Regions from separate parts of the Mus musculus genome. Here region 1 is linked to region 2. A link is a contact called in public ChIA-PET data. All regions are on one chromosome and are shown on one strand. Each heading gives the region's core, a stretch centred on a gene start, on an enhancer-like site or on the middle of the called end of the contact. The rest is flanking DNA. Distances are from core to core; before and after follow the strand shown.

Region 1 (6,428 bases), core at 2,237-4,736, 320 kb after region 2:
TGGGCTAGGACAGATGTGATGGCTCATGCAGTGTGAAGTCTAAACGTTTTGTGTTTAGAAGCCAGGCTGCAGAGAAGCCACACAATACAACATAGTGGGGATTTGTGGTGGGGGCTTGCTGAAAACACCTTAGATTCATTACACGTTCTACTTGGAGTTACTTTTAGTCATCATGCTTTCAGAAATCTTTTATTCTTGCTTGATCTTTTTTTTTTGTCATTGTTTTGATTTGCTTTGTTTAAGACAGGGTCTCTGTGTATCCCTGGCTGTCCTGTAGACCAGGCTGGCCTCGAACTCACAGAGATCCACCTGTCTCTGCTTCCCAAGTGCTGAGATTCAAGGCGAGCATTACCACTGCCCAGCATCTTGCCCAGTCCTTACAGAGCCCCCATGGGAACCCCACTTTCTGCCTCTGCTTCCTGAATGTTGGGATCAAAGGCGTGCACCACCATGCTGGCTCAGTGAAGGAACCTTTCATTCCTTTGTGGAAATCTTGGCTTAAATTTCTTCTTAGACTGAACCAACCATTGAGATGGCTCGGCTGGTTAAGATGCCCAATGGCCTGAGTTTTTCATTTGAACCCACGTGGTGGAGAAGTGAGAGAATCAATTTCTACAAGTTGTCCTCTGACTTCCACAAGTGTACACACATGTATCCATGTGAACACACACAGACACACACATACACACAGAGTAAAAAAAAAATGTGTCTCTAGGGGATTTTTCTCCTTTTAAAATTAAGTTTACTTTTAATTAAGATATAGTTATATTATCTCCCCAGTCACTTTTATTCATATTCCCCCTGGCACTCTCTGAAATTCATGGACTCTTTTTCTTTAATTATTATTGTTATACACACACATACATACACATAAAAATAAATATGTAAAAAAAACCCACTGAGTCCATTTCATATTATCTGAATATATGTATGTTTCTAGGGTTAACCACTTGATATTAGCTAATCAGTTAGGGGCCTCATCCCTGAGAAAGATGGACTCTCCCTCTCTCAGCAGTAAATTGCCTGTACCTCTTCACTTAGGAGTGGTTTTACACACACACACACACACACACACACACTCTGTTCATGCTGAAATGTCAACTGGTGTTATCATTCAGGTTTTGTTTAGGCATCCGTATTGTTGAGATTTCCTGGGTGCAGTAGTTCCCCTGAAGACACAGCCAAGAAGCTGATTTCCTAGTCCCCTCTGGCTTTTACAATCTTTCTACCCTCTCTTCCTCTATGTTCTATGAGCTTCAGGGTTTGGGGTTGTGTTATAGTTATATTCATTGGGGCTGGGCATCACATGATCCATGGTTCTCTGCATTCTGTGAACTCGTGCCTTTCTGCAATGGTCTCATCTGCTGTAAAAAGCAGCTTTCCTTGATGACTGTTGAAAGCTGCACCTTTCTGTGGGTATAAGGATAGATACTTACAGCTAGGAGCTACACTGGCTTAAGGAAGTAACAGTGATAGGTTCTCCTGTACCATTCATGACTTCAGTAACCATGAGTTGTTGACTACAAAATAATTTTTTTTATTTTTCTAGGTTTTATCACTGATATTTAGCTATTGTGAATTTTTTCTTTCTTTTTTAATGAAATATTTGTAAACTTTTATTTATTCTTTGAAATTTTTAGACATGCAAACAACATATGATCACATCCATCACTCAGCACCCCAGCTCCTCTAGAATTCCTATCACATCTGTGGTGGTTTGAATATGCTTGGCCCACTATTAGGAGGTATAGCCTTGTTGGAGTGGGTGTGGCCTTGTTGGAGGAAGTGTGTCACTGTGGAGGTGGTAGAAGAGAAAGGACTCTTGCAAACTGCCCTCTGATACATATATGTGCTGCGCCACATATGTCCCTCTCATCCACAATTGCAGACAACACAAACAATAATAAAAACTATGGCCTAAAGAAGGCTAAATATACATTCAATTACAGAAATCGAAGGAGGTGGTAGGCGCGAGTGTTTGTAGGTCTTCCTCACCAACACCATGCTTCCAGTTAGTATATGACACGTAGTCCTCAATGAAGCAATATGAAGAAGTAGGCATATTTAAAAAAATAAAACCCAGAGATTTCTTTATTTTTATTTGTTATGTATTTGTGGAGAGCCGTGCCGCGAGCAATCACCATTATAAGATGGCGCTGGCCTCCGCTGTGCCTAACTAGTAAACAAGCCTTGTACGCAGGTGCGAGAGTGAACTCACTCCACTAGTCACTCCCATTCTCGGGGTGTAATAGTGGGGTGATGGGCGAGCAACGAATCAGGAGCTGTCACGCCATATCAGGTGCTGAAACGTCACGCTGTGGGCTATAAAAGCGGCGCCATTTTCCCAGTTCGGGGTCTTCCTGAAGAAGTAAGCAATAAAGCTTTTGCCGCAGAAGATTCCAGTTTGTTGTGTCTTTCTTGCCGGTCGAGTGGGACGCAATATGTATTTGCGGGTGCTTGCACATATGTATGTGCTCCGTGTACATGTCTACCCATGGAGGTCAGAGAAAGGTGTTTGATCCCCTGGAACTGGAGTTGCAGGCACTGTGTAGCAACCATGGTGTGGGTGCTGAGAACTGAACCCAGTTCCTCTGCCAGAGCAGCCGGCGCTTGAAACCTCTGAGCATCTCTCCAGGCTCCAAGAGCTAAGAAGTTTGAAACAGGAGTCGTGATGATGGGGCTCTCATGACTTAGAATAATGGTGTTATTAATGTTCGTGGTGCTGGGGACCAACCCAGGGACATGAGCAAGCTAGCAAGCCAGTATCACTGAACTGATACTGTCCCACTGTCCCAGATTAGTATGCTTGGAAAAGAGACCCAGGGGAGGGCAAGTGTCCCTTCCAGCACATGAGGACACAGATGACATTTTCAGTTAAGCAAAGACTCATGAAGACACTGAATTTCTTGATACTTTGATCTTAAACTTCCTGCTCTGCAAAACTATGAGAAATCAACTTCAATTTGTAAGTTATTTAGGCTAAAGTATTTTTAAGTCGCTTCATCTCATTTATTTTACTCATGTATTTACACATGGCATACTTGTGGGAAGTCTCAGGACACCTTGGCAGGGGTTGATTCTCTCTTTCTACCATCTCGATCTGTTACTCACTGAGCCACGATGTCACCAGCCTCCGTGGGACAGTGTGTTCTTAATCTGCATGATGCCTGGGTTTGAGCCCTAACACTGAGAAGTAAAATGCATATATGCATTGTGCTGATTAGAATGTGTGCAGGGGCTGGAGAGCTGGCTCATGGGTAAGAGTACTTACTGCTCTGGCAGAGGCCCCCATCCTGGGGCTCCAGTGCGGCCTTCTGACCTCTGAGGAATCCTGCATGCAGGTGGTGCTCAACAATTCACACAGACACAGACAAAGCCATAATTATTTTCACCTGTTTATCAGAGACCAGCCAAGTTTAACATCAAGTGCAATTACAGGAGCAACATTGGGTGACTTCCTGGCGCTTCTCCGGGATGACGTCAGGGTAGCGCTCTCACAGAAGAAACAGAACACTCACAAACCAATCTGTACTTTGGAGGTTGAGAAGCCGAGGGACTTAAAACCATCAAAACAGCACAGCTGTGCAGCAGTTAGAGGCCTCCGCAGGGAAGGGTGCCTGCTGCCACGCCTGATGACCTGAGTTCCAGCCCCAGGACCCACACAGAGGAAGGAGAAAAGAGTCACTCACTCACACACACACACACACACACACACACACACACACACACACACACACAAAGTGTATTAAAAACTTTGGAGGGAAAAATCTGTGAAAACCTTTGAGGTGTTTATTCTGTAGAAAAGACATCTGAAGTTCTGGGGGGGGGGGGAGGAAAGGGAGCTGCGTGATATATGAGTGTCAAGGGTGCAAAATTTGAGCCGAATGAACAATACCAAAGCAGCAAGGCAGATTCCTGCATAAGTTGAGTTTTAGGACTGAACAAGGAAGTGTTCTCTGAAAGAACAATAAGTGCTGTTAGCCGCCGCCGAGTCATCTCTCTAGTCCCACTGAGATGTTTTATTTTGTTTGGCTGGTTTTATACACACACACACACACACACACACACACACACACACACACACACACGGCAGGTTTATTGGGAAGGTTTTTCCTCTGGAAAAGCAGAAAATGCTCTTAACTGCTGACCCTTCTTTCTAGACTCCTGAGTTAACTCTTTTCAAAATGTTTTTCTTTTTCTTTTTGTGAATTAACTCTTAAGGGAGGAGACTATGATATTCAATGGTCTAACTCAAATTCACAGATCCAGATGTGAGTCACCATACCTGGTTACTCCATTGTTTTGACCAGGAGGAAACGGCTTTAGACTTTCGCGTAATGGGTTTCAACAGAGCTCCAGTAGCTGTCCTCAGATGCCTCCAAGACTACCGTAACTTTTCCCTTCAAGATCTAAAATCCTCTAGGAGATGAGCTGAATCGAGGGAGAAATAAATACAACCCATTGCTATCATGAAAATCCAGAAATCCAACTCCAAAGTTGCTCACTAGAAGGAATGAGTGTCTGAACAGGACTTCCGGTCACTTCCTCATGCAGAGCCTGCAGGCAGCGCTTTTGGAAAGAGATAAGAAACCAGAGCTTCCTTCTGTCCTTCCTGCCTGGAAAACCAGGGCTCCTTCCTGCTTCTGGCTAAAAATGGGCCTGTTCACCCTAGGAGTCCTGACCTTAAACTGCCTAGTCAACTCTAATTGCCAGTCCTTATCACTAGTGATAATGAAACTAACAGCCCACTACTTACTGAAGATTTATGCATACCAAGCTCTAGTCTAAATTCTTTGCATGAATTAACTCCTTGTATCCTCAAAATACTCCTAGGAAAAAAAGTAAGCGAACAATAGGCAGATCTTGGGCTAGGAGTAAGTCTGATAGACCTCTTGCCTCTGGGGTCACTCCCCACAAAACAGGCAGATTTATATATATATATATAGTAGGTGGTTCTGGGATTCAAACTTAGGTCATCAGTCTTTTACTATTTGACCCATCTTGCCAGCCCTACATTAGCTACTTGAGCTTAACTCTCTTTCTCTGTCTGTCTTACTCTGTCTCTCTCTGTCCCTCTGTGTGCACATGTGCATGTGTACATGTGCTCTTCTCTGCATGCACAAGTAGAAATCAAAGGTCATTGTTGAATGTTTTCCTTAGTCACTCTCCACGCTACAATAAATGTATTTATTTATTTTGTTTTATGTATATGGGTGTTTTGCCTGCATGTATGTCTACATCCTATTTATGCAGTATCTGAGGAAGCCACAGAAGGTATAGGATCTTCTGGGACTACAATTAGCAGAGGACTGATGACCTGTAAAAATCTGAGATGTGAAAAGATAATTGAACAGATATGCTCTAATATATGGCACACACACATACAAACAAGCAAAATGTACACATGTGCATATACATATACATGCATATGTACATGTATATATGCATGTATTTCTATGTGCACATAGAAATGCATCTAGTTGCTGAGCAGTAGAGGTGCATGCCAGTAACCCCAGCACTAGGGAGGCAGAGGCAGGTAGATAGATCTCTGTGAGTTCAAGGCCAACCTAGTCTGTGGAGAGCCTTGAGCAATTGCCATCATGAGCCTCCGCTGTGCCTAGCTGGTAAACAAGTAATGTGCGCAGGTGCAAGAGTAAATTCATGCCAAGTCACTGCCCATCCCGGGGCGTAGTAGTGGGATGATGAGTGAGCAGCTAGTCAGGAGCTGACACGTCACATGGAGGGGTATATAAGCAGCATCATTTTCTTTGTTCGGGGTTGTTGTTCTTCTTTCGCCTATGCAATCAATGCTCTCCCAATAAACGTGTGCAGAAGGATCCTGTTGCAGCGTCGTTCTTCCTGGCCAGTTGAGCGCGCGCAAGACTAGTCTACAGGGTAAGTTATAGAACAGTCAAATGTCTCAAAGAACCAATATGTTATGGTGGCATGAGTACTCATGTGCCTTAGTTTGTTTTTTGGTGTTGTGATAAACACCATGACCCAAATAACATAGGAATAGAAGGGTTTATTTCATCTTAGAACTCCAGATCATAATCTATCATTGAGGGAAGTCAGGGCGGGAACTTGGAACAGAGACCATAAAGGAATGCTGTATACTGGCTTGCTAAGCCTATTTCTTATACAACCCAGGAGTGGCATTGCCCATATTGGTCTGTACTCCACCCCCACCCCCATCAATCATTAATTAAGACATGCCAATAGGCCAATCTGCTGGAGGCAACCTCACCTGAGATTCTCTTTCCAAGTGACAGTAGTTTGTGTCAAATTAACAAAAACTAACCAGCCCAATATGTAGGGACACACATGTATGTATTGTCCTTACATACATTCTTGGGGCCACTTCTAGGAATTTGGCAGGAATTTGACATTAGGCCAGAACAAGGAAGTCGGCTCAAGATGAATACAGG
Region 2 (6,832 bases), core at 643-3,142:
GGAAGTAGAAGGAAGAGAAGTTCAAGGTCACCCTGAGCTATATCGCTAGTTTGAGGACAGTCTGGGTAAAATGAGATCTCCCTCCCTCAAAGGCACATGTGACACACACACACAAATAAAACTGGGGTATTCCCTTCTGGTCTTGATTGAGCACTTGCCTAACATATGAAAGACACCGGTTTGAGTGCCAGGAGAGAGGGGCAGGTCTGAGGCTACCTTGATCTCTAGAGTCTACTCTTCTGAGGCAATTCCTCAAGCGAGGCTCTCTCTCTTCTCGGGTGTATCAAGTTGATGTCAGTACAATAAGGGGGAAGGCTGAGAGTTTCAAGTCAGTCTGGGTTATATCTCACTCCAAAAGAGAAAATATACCCCTAACTCATTCCCTTTCACAGAGATGTTAAACGCAACAGACAAAAATAATAAACCCAACTGACCATCGAAAGTAAGGTTTGCATCTTTAACATTACTTGAACTATTTCCAAAAGGGCTATGTAAAAGGGAAGGGGCACTCAGAGATGGCTGTCTCATACATGAGGCAGAGACACAGGCAGGTATCCGCTTCCTCTGGGGAAAACAGATACATGAGCAGGCTGGACGCAAGGCAGAGGAGGGCAGGCCTGGCTTGGCCTCCCATGGTGCCACCCTTCCTCCCAGCACGCCTTCCTGTCACTTACCTGCTGCTCAGCAAGCCTCTTCTGGATCTCCTGGTTATCGCAGACGTCGTAGACAACAGGCTTGGAGAGCTCAGACTCAATGCGAGCCAACCAGGTACGAAGGTTGCTCATGTTTTTGTCTAACTGCTGAATGAAAGCAAACGTCTCCTTCAGCTTCTTCACCCTGAATGCAATGGAGGAGAGAAGCAGTCATTAGCAGTGAGAAGCACGGGCCGGTTCGAATGCTGATGAGCAGAAGAGCACGTGCATTGATTTAATTCATCACAGGAACAACTCACATGATCCAGGTAGGCATGTTCACAGAGTAGGAGACTCTGCAATACTCTTGGTCCCCATGATTTTTCACAGGGACTCAGTCAAGCCAAAAGTCCTGTCAGACCCACATGGACTCCTCCTAACACCCTGACCAGCTTTCTGGGGCTCCACAATGAATACTCCAGCCCAGTTCCTGTCATTGGTGTGCCCGAGGCAACAGCCGTCAGCGGTCCTCCCTGGATGGCTAATGATGTCGCCTACCTAGTTCACTCGGCACTTACTTGGGTCCTGATGCCCTTTATGGACTCTGGACAAGGACAGAACACACAGCAACCCTGCCCCTTCAATGCACGGGCTGGTGCTCTGTTGAGTCTGCCTTGCGGGCTTGTTATGGGGCATCTCTGAGTCAGAAGGGAAACGCCACTCAAGCAGAGTTCTGCTTGCCGTCTCTCTGACAACCTCAGGTCCCTTCCGGCTTGACAGGGCATGCAGCAGGTTTGAGGAGGCAAATGTAGCTTGAGCTCACTGGCATTTCATGTTAATGCTTGCAAGGGAAATTCGAGTTACTGAAGCAAAACCCATCTTTGTCGATCTGAGACCGGGTCTCCCTAAGTAGCGCACACCGGCCCGAAACTCACAGATCCTTCTCCTGCCCCTGCCTCCTGAATGCTGGGATTATAGGTGTGAGCCACCTCGCCTGGCTAGCCGTCATTCTCCACACAGAGACTGAACTGAAACGATTCAATCAGTGGCTCTCGTGAGAGTCCTAAAGTAGCAAGAGTGAACACTTGCACTGTGGATCTTGGCGATTTGGGTTATCCCGGAGATCTGACGTAATGGTTACATTCAAAGTTCCCACTTACCAATCCCCATGCAGGCAGATGCCGTCAGAACTGCATCCCCGGCTGTCTGACAGCAATTAGAAAGAGAAACTGAGATGCTAACCTCAGCTTACAGGAAGCACACCGTCCGCTGCACCTCCACCAAGGTTTATTTAACCAAACAACTTCCTCTGGCCTCTGTGCCTCCCTACTCACCACCTTTGGTTCCATTTCTGAAGACAGGTCTGATTCTCATGCTTGGAACCTTTCCACAGTCTGCTCTCTACCCTGACAAACCAGTTTAATCTCGTAATCTGTTTAACACCTCAGGGCAATTTGTGTGACCTCTTTGGCCTCTCTCTTGCTTGGGAACACTTCTTCCATAACCACCCTCTACCCAACCCCCACGCTCCTGGAGAGAGAGCTAGGGCAAGCTAACAGCACAGCGGGAGACACTCCCCACTCTTCAGAAAAGAAAGGTAGCTAGGCAGTACCTCCCTCATGGCTGTACACCGGCTGTAAACAAATACTTGTTAAGAATAAATGTGCCCAATAACTTCCCCATTTTATTTTCAGGTAGGGTCTTTGGTAGCTTAGGCAAGGCCTTGATCCTTTTGTGTTGTCAAGGTTGCTCTTGAACTTCTGAGCCTCAGGCCATCACCTTTGTAGTGTTGGGATTAGATCCATAGAGGACCGCTCTAGTTCACACAGAGCTGGGCATGGAATCCGGGCTTACTTCAAGTTGGGTAAACTACTCTACCTACTGAGCTGAGTTCCCTACCTCCAGGCTATTGTTTAAGTGGATCAAAGAGTCACTGAGTTTATATGTCACAGTCAATCAAGACTTCCTTGTGGACAGCCTTCTAGTTCTGTCTGCGCTAGCAGCGACTGTATGAATTTAAGCTTCTGAGGTCTCCCAAACCTCAGCAATAAGAGGAATGGGCTTTAACCTTGGAGCAGATCAGGGCGAAAGTCCCATCCACAACCCAGTTACAAGATCAACAGCCCTGCAAGACACTTGACTCAGACTCCAAATGTCCTTATTATTTATAAAATTAAACATCTTGCAGGTGATATGAGACCAAGTAGCCACTGGAATATAATACATGTTCAGCTGTGTAACTTTCCATATGCTGAGGAGGTCACGTGACACCACAATTCCAGCTCTGGACTTCACAATAGTGTTTTACTCTCAGTAGCTCTATGAGGGGGGGAAAGCTTGCAGGCAGCTTGGGGTTTGAGTTCTGGCTTCATTAACCTCCCGCAGAAAATGCGGCTAACGGTGATACCCTCCTTCACTGGATTGGCTGGGCGGCAGGAAGGAGGTATGCATGAAAGCCATCTGGGACACTCTCTGACGAGAACAAGTGCCCAGGAATCATGGGCACGATCAGTTTCAAGGAACTATATTTTCCAAACTGCATTCTTGCAGCAGACAAAAAGTCTCCTTCAAAGCCATGCGATGATTTATTGAAAAGGCAGTAACAGAATCCGGGCGAGGCCTGGATACGGCTATAGCCCAAGGCGGACTCTCGTCTCTGTGGTTTTAGCAACGTGCCCTTCTCACCTCATCTCACCACCCTGACTGTGCAAGGAGCCCTCACAGCTATGAGAGGCTGCCCTATTCAAAAAACCTCTTACTGGAGAAGAGGCCTGGCCATGCCCACTTCCTGTGGGTAGAAACCAGCATTCAGGCTCCGTTATCATCATCTCCCTCTCTCCTGTTGCTCTTCCTCTTCCCAGGATGGCACCTTACTATGCTCCCATCAAGTAAGTACCCAAGTCCAGGCCAATAGAAGAATCACAGCTTTTTTCTTATTTCAACAAAAAGAGGTCTGGGGAGACCACCTTCTATACAAAGGGAGCTACCACACAACAAAAAGCCAAGGTATAGCCATACTTTCTTTTGCCAACCAGAAGTTAGGGATGCTACAACTCCTGGAGAAGGAGAGGAACAATTTGCTTGTCTTTCCTTGGACTGTTGTATTCACAATGGAGTGCTCGAGGCAGACCAGTGAAGGCTGGAAATACAACACACACTGAGCATCCCTAATCTAAGCATCGTAATGTTCAAACATCTACAACTTCTGAGGGCTGTCATCACATTACAAGTGAAAAATTCCGCATCAGACCTCACACCAGAAGGCACACTAAGGACCTTAGCTATGTATATAAGAAATGCCGGTGGCTTCCCAAGAGATCTCAATATGCAGATATCTCAGGATAGAAAAATGAATCCAAAGGATCTCGGCTCTCAAGTGTTTGCTGTAAACGGATACTTAGCTATGCCAGCCTCTTCCTGTGTAATCCATTCCTTTCAAATATCTACATTGGGGCTGGAGAGATGGCTCAGTGGTTAAGAGCACTGACTGCTCTTCCAGAGGTCCTGAGTTCAATTCCCAGCAACCACATGATGGCTCACAACCATCTGTAATGGGATCCGATGCCCTTTTCTGGTGTGTCTGAAAACAGTGACAGTGTACTCATATACATAAAATAAATAAATAGTTCTTTAAAAAAATTCTACATTGGATGTACTTTGTAACTCATTAATAAGCCATAGCACTAAAGTGGAACTGCTAAGATTTATCTCATATGCTAACAACTGCTCTCACATGCTAGTGACTCAGTTCATCATCTCAATGATGCCGACAGACAGGTGCTATGGCACTGTGGTCACTGTTATCCCTGATGCTGGCACAGGGGTGCTATGGTACTGCTGTCCTCCCATTGGACAGAGGAGGAAATGAAGGCTCACAGGCTAAATAACCAGCTCAGTCACCTGGATCATTAGCAGGGGCAGGATTCCAACCCCGACAGTCTGGCCTCTGTGGCTTATCGCATACCTTGCACACACAGATACACATGGACTGGGGGTAGGAGATGGGCGTTGCTGCTGTCAGGGAACACGATTCAGATACAGGAGTCAATACTCGTGCTCGCAGCCAGAGCATGGGAAGAGGCTTGAAGTTGCAGATTTACAGCCAATGTTTCTCTTTCGTGGTTTTCTTTCAATACACATTTAACCATTTGCTTTGTTCTGGGTCCTATGCACACTGTGAGGATTTGGTAACTCAAAGCTGGGTCGTAAGTCCTACAGAGCTTATGCCCCTGCAACTTAGGTATCGGGTACAGTATCAGAAGTACTTAGAAATAAATACCCACTGGGGGAGGGAGTGACAGTCACCAGTTTGTCTTTTCCATTCAAACGATGGCAATGCCATATGTTAAAGACAAGAGGATAACAGAATACTTTACCCACAAAGCAACTTACTGTCCTTCTGTGAGTGGCAGGTCATCTATTGGTAACAAGTAAGCTTAAAGGCCAAGTGGAGCAAGGGAAGGCAGAGGCAGAGGGGGAGGGGAAGAGACAGACAGACAGATGGACAGATAGACAGACTGATTTACCCAGTGAGTCTAACCTGCTCTGTGGCTTAACCTCTGTCTGACACCCTCAATGCATTGGAATCAGAATGTTTCTCCAGCAATCACCTGAGAATTTATTCCAAGAATAACAGATGAATTGTTAAAGTCTCTGTAGTTCTGCTCCCCACAGACACTGTAACTCAACTGTCACCTTCACTGGTTCGGGAAGCATGTGCCCTTTGCTGATCCTGATGGCTGACCTCTATACATCAGGCCTCACTCATATGGTTCTCAAACCACTCAGACCTTCAGTTAACATCAGGAAACAAGGAAACCTAGTCAGAACGGCGTGGCATGACATGACATCAGCCACCTGGGCAGCTTGTGTGGGACCCACCTCTGCACTTGCCCATGGTTATCCAGGTAGTAGTTGTCATGCATTACCTCTGGACACATGACATATACCCAGAAGAAAAGAAGTCTGGTCTCCTGAGCTGAATTCCAGGACTGATGACCAAAACTGTACTGTTGGGTGCAAAGGAGAAGCCATGCATCCCAAAAGACATTTTTTTCCCCCTATGAAACCAAACAAAATTAGGGTCATGCCTAAGAGCAGCTGTAGAATAGAAGAGTTCTATGACAGGAATCTTGGGTAGAGAGATACAGGGCATGATCAAGGTGAATAAAGTTTTTCTTTCATCTTAACTAGAGGTGGCTCAGAATATAACACTGAAGAACACAGCTCTCCTTCAAGAACCGTCAAAACGAAGGTGACTTGGTGATCATTGCATATAGCAAGCAGAAGCCTTGCTATGTATATGAGAGGCTTTAAATAGCAAATGCATATTTCTGGAATAATTCATGTTCATGCACATGGAGTAATATACCTTTCAGCTCTGTTCTAATGGCAAACAGTATACGGTATGCAAATTATAAAAGCCCAGGTAGGTGTAAGTTAAACGATGCCTCTGTCAATGTGGACAGCGTAACAAAATTAGTAAGGAGAACTAAAACGGTCAATAGTATCCAAACCTGGACCCAAGGAAATACTTAAACCTATAGGCAGTTGTCAGTTGCTGAACGTAATGTACCAAGCTTGTACAATTTTATCCTTTTAAAGAGCTTAATATCTTCATAGTAAAATCATTAATTTCCACGCCCTGATTTGAGGGCACAGACAGGATAGCACATTTTGGAGCCAATTGCTGCTTTGGAGCATTTTTGATGCTGGGAGATTTCTATTTTTCACACAGCATAATCGCATCTCTCTCTCTCTGCCTGGTTTGTCAGAGGTAGGCTGCGGACACCACAAGCATGCTGACGCCAGAGAGAACCCATCCCCCGATGGCTGAGTGCACACACTCCGCAGCCACCATCTCATCGGTGATCTCTATTGTAACCAAAACGAGTGAGCCAGACAGCAAGACACACAGAGATAGCAGGGGCCACCTGGGTCACGGGTGCAGCTGCCGCTGACATGGCACTTACTGTTTATGAGAAAAAACCATTCCTTAGGTTTCAGCGGACGCTCCAAGTTCCCGGCTGCACCTCCACCTCCTGGCCAGGCGGCCCCTCCCCCTGCCCAGCCTGCTCTCTTCATTCACTGGCTCAGCATCTTCCAACCAGGCCCTCCGCAAGGCTCCCCATCGGCCGCGGCAGCGGCACCACCCCAGTTGGCTCCTGGGCACAGGGTAATGCCGGCAAGGAAGGAAGACA

Evidence for each region. ChIA-PET counts read pairs in DNA pulled down with a chosen protein or histone mark.
Region 1: a contact with region 2 is called in an RNA polymerase II ChIA-PET map of memory CD8 T cells, with 5 read pairs. The contact joins two enhancer-like sites. A contact is called at or near these places in 2 of 115 datasets of contacts at active chromatin or transcription factors (embryonic stem cells and memory CD8 T cells) and 2 of 9 other capture datasets (embryonic stem cells and pancreatic islet).

The regions. Positions count from the first base shown.
Region 1 is chr12:75,764,144-75,770,571 of GRCm38.p6, reverse strand. The region is part of intron 3 of Gm40447 (collagen alpha-1(II) chain-like); the gene reads left to right. Among named protein-coding and RNA genes, the nearest start is that of Sgpp1, 32 kb to the right of the region's middle. Within about 2 kb of position 3,486, at least 49 of the 459 cell types and tissues checked have an H3K27ac peak or open chromatin away from gene starts, as enhancers often do. A contact at or near this core is called in memory CD8 T cells, where this site is marked.
Region 2 is chr12:76,081,756-76,088,587 of GRCm38.p6, reverse strand. It overlaps Syne2 (spectrin repeat containing, nuclear envelope 2), which reads right to left. Exons shown (of 116, transcript NM_001005510.2): 100 at 675-837. Among named protein-coding and RNA genes, the nearest start is that of Esr2, 92 kb to the left of the region's middle. Within about 2 kb of position 1,892, at least 80 of the 459 cell types and tissues checked have an H3K27ac peak or open chromatin away from gene starts, as enhancers often do. A contact at or near this core is called in memory CD8 T cells, where this site is marked.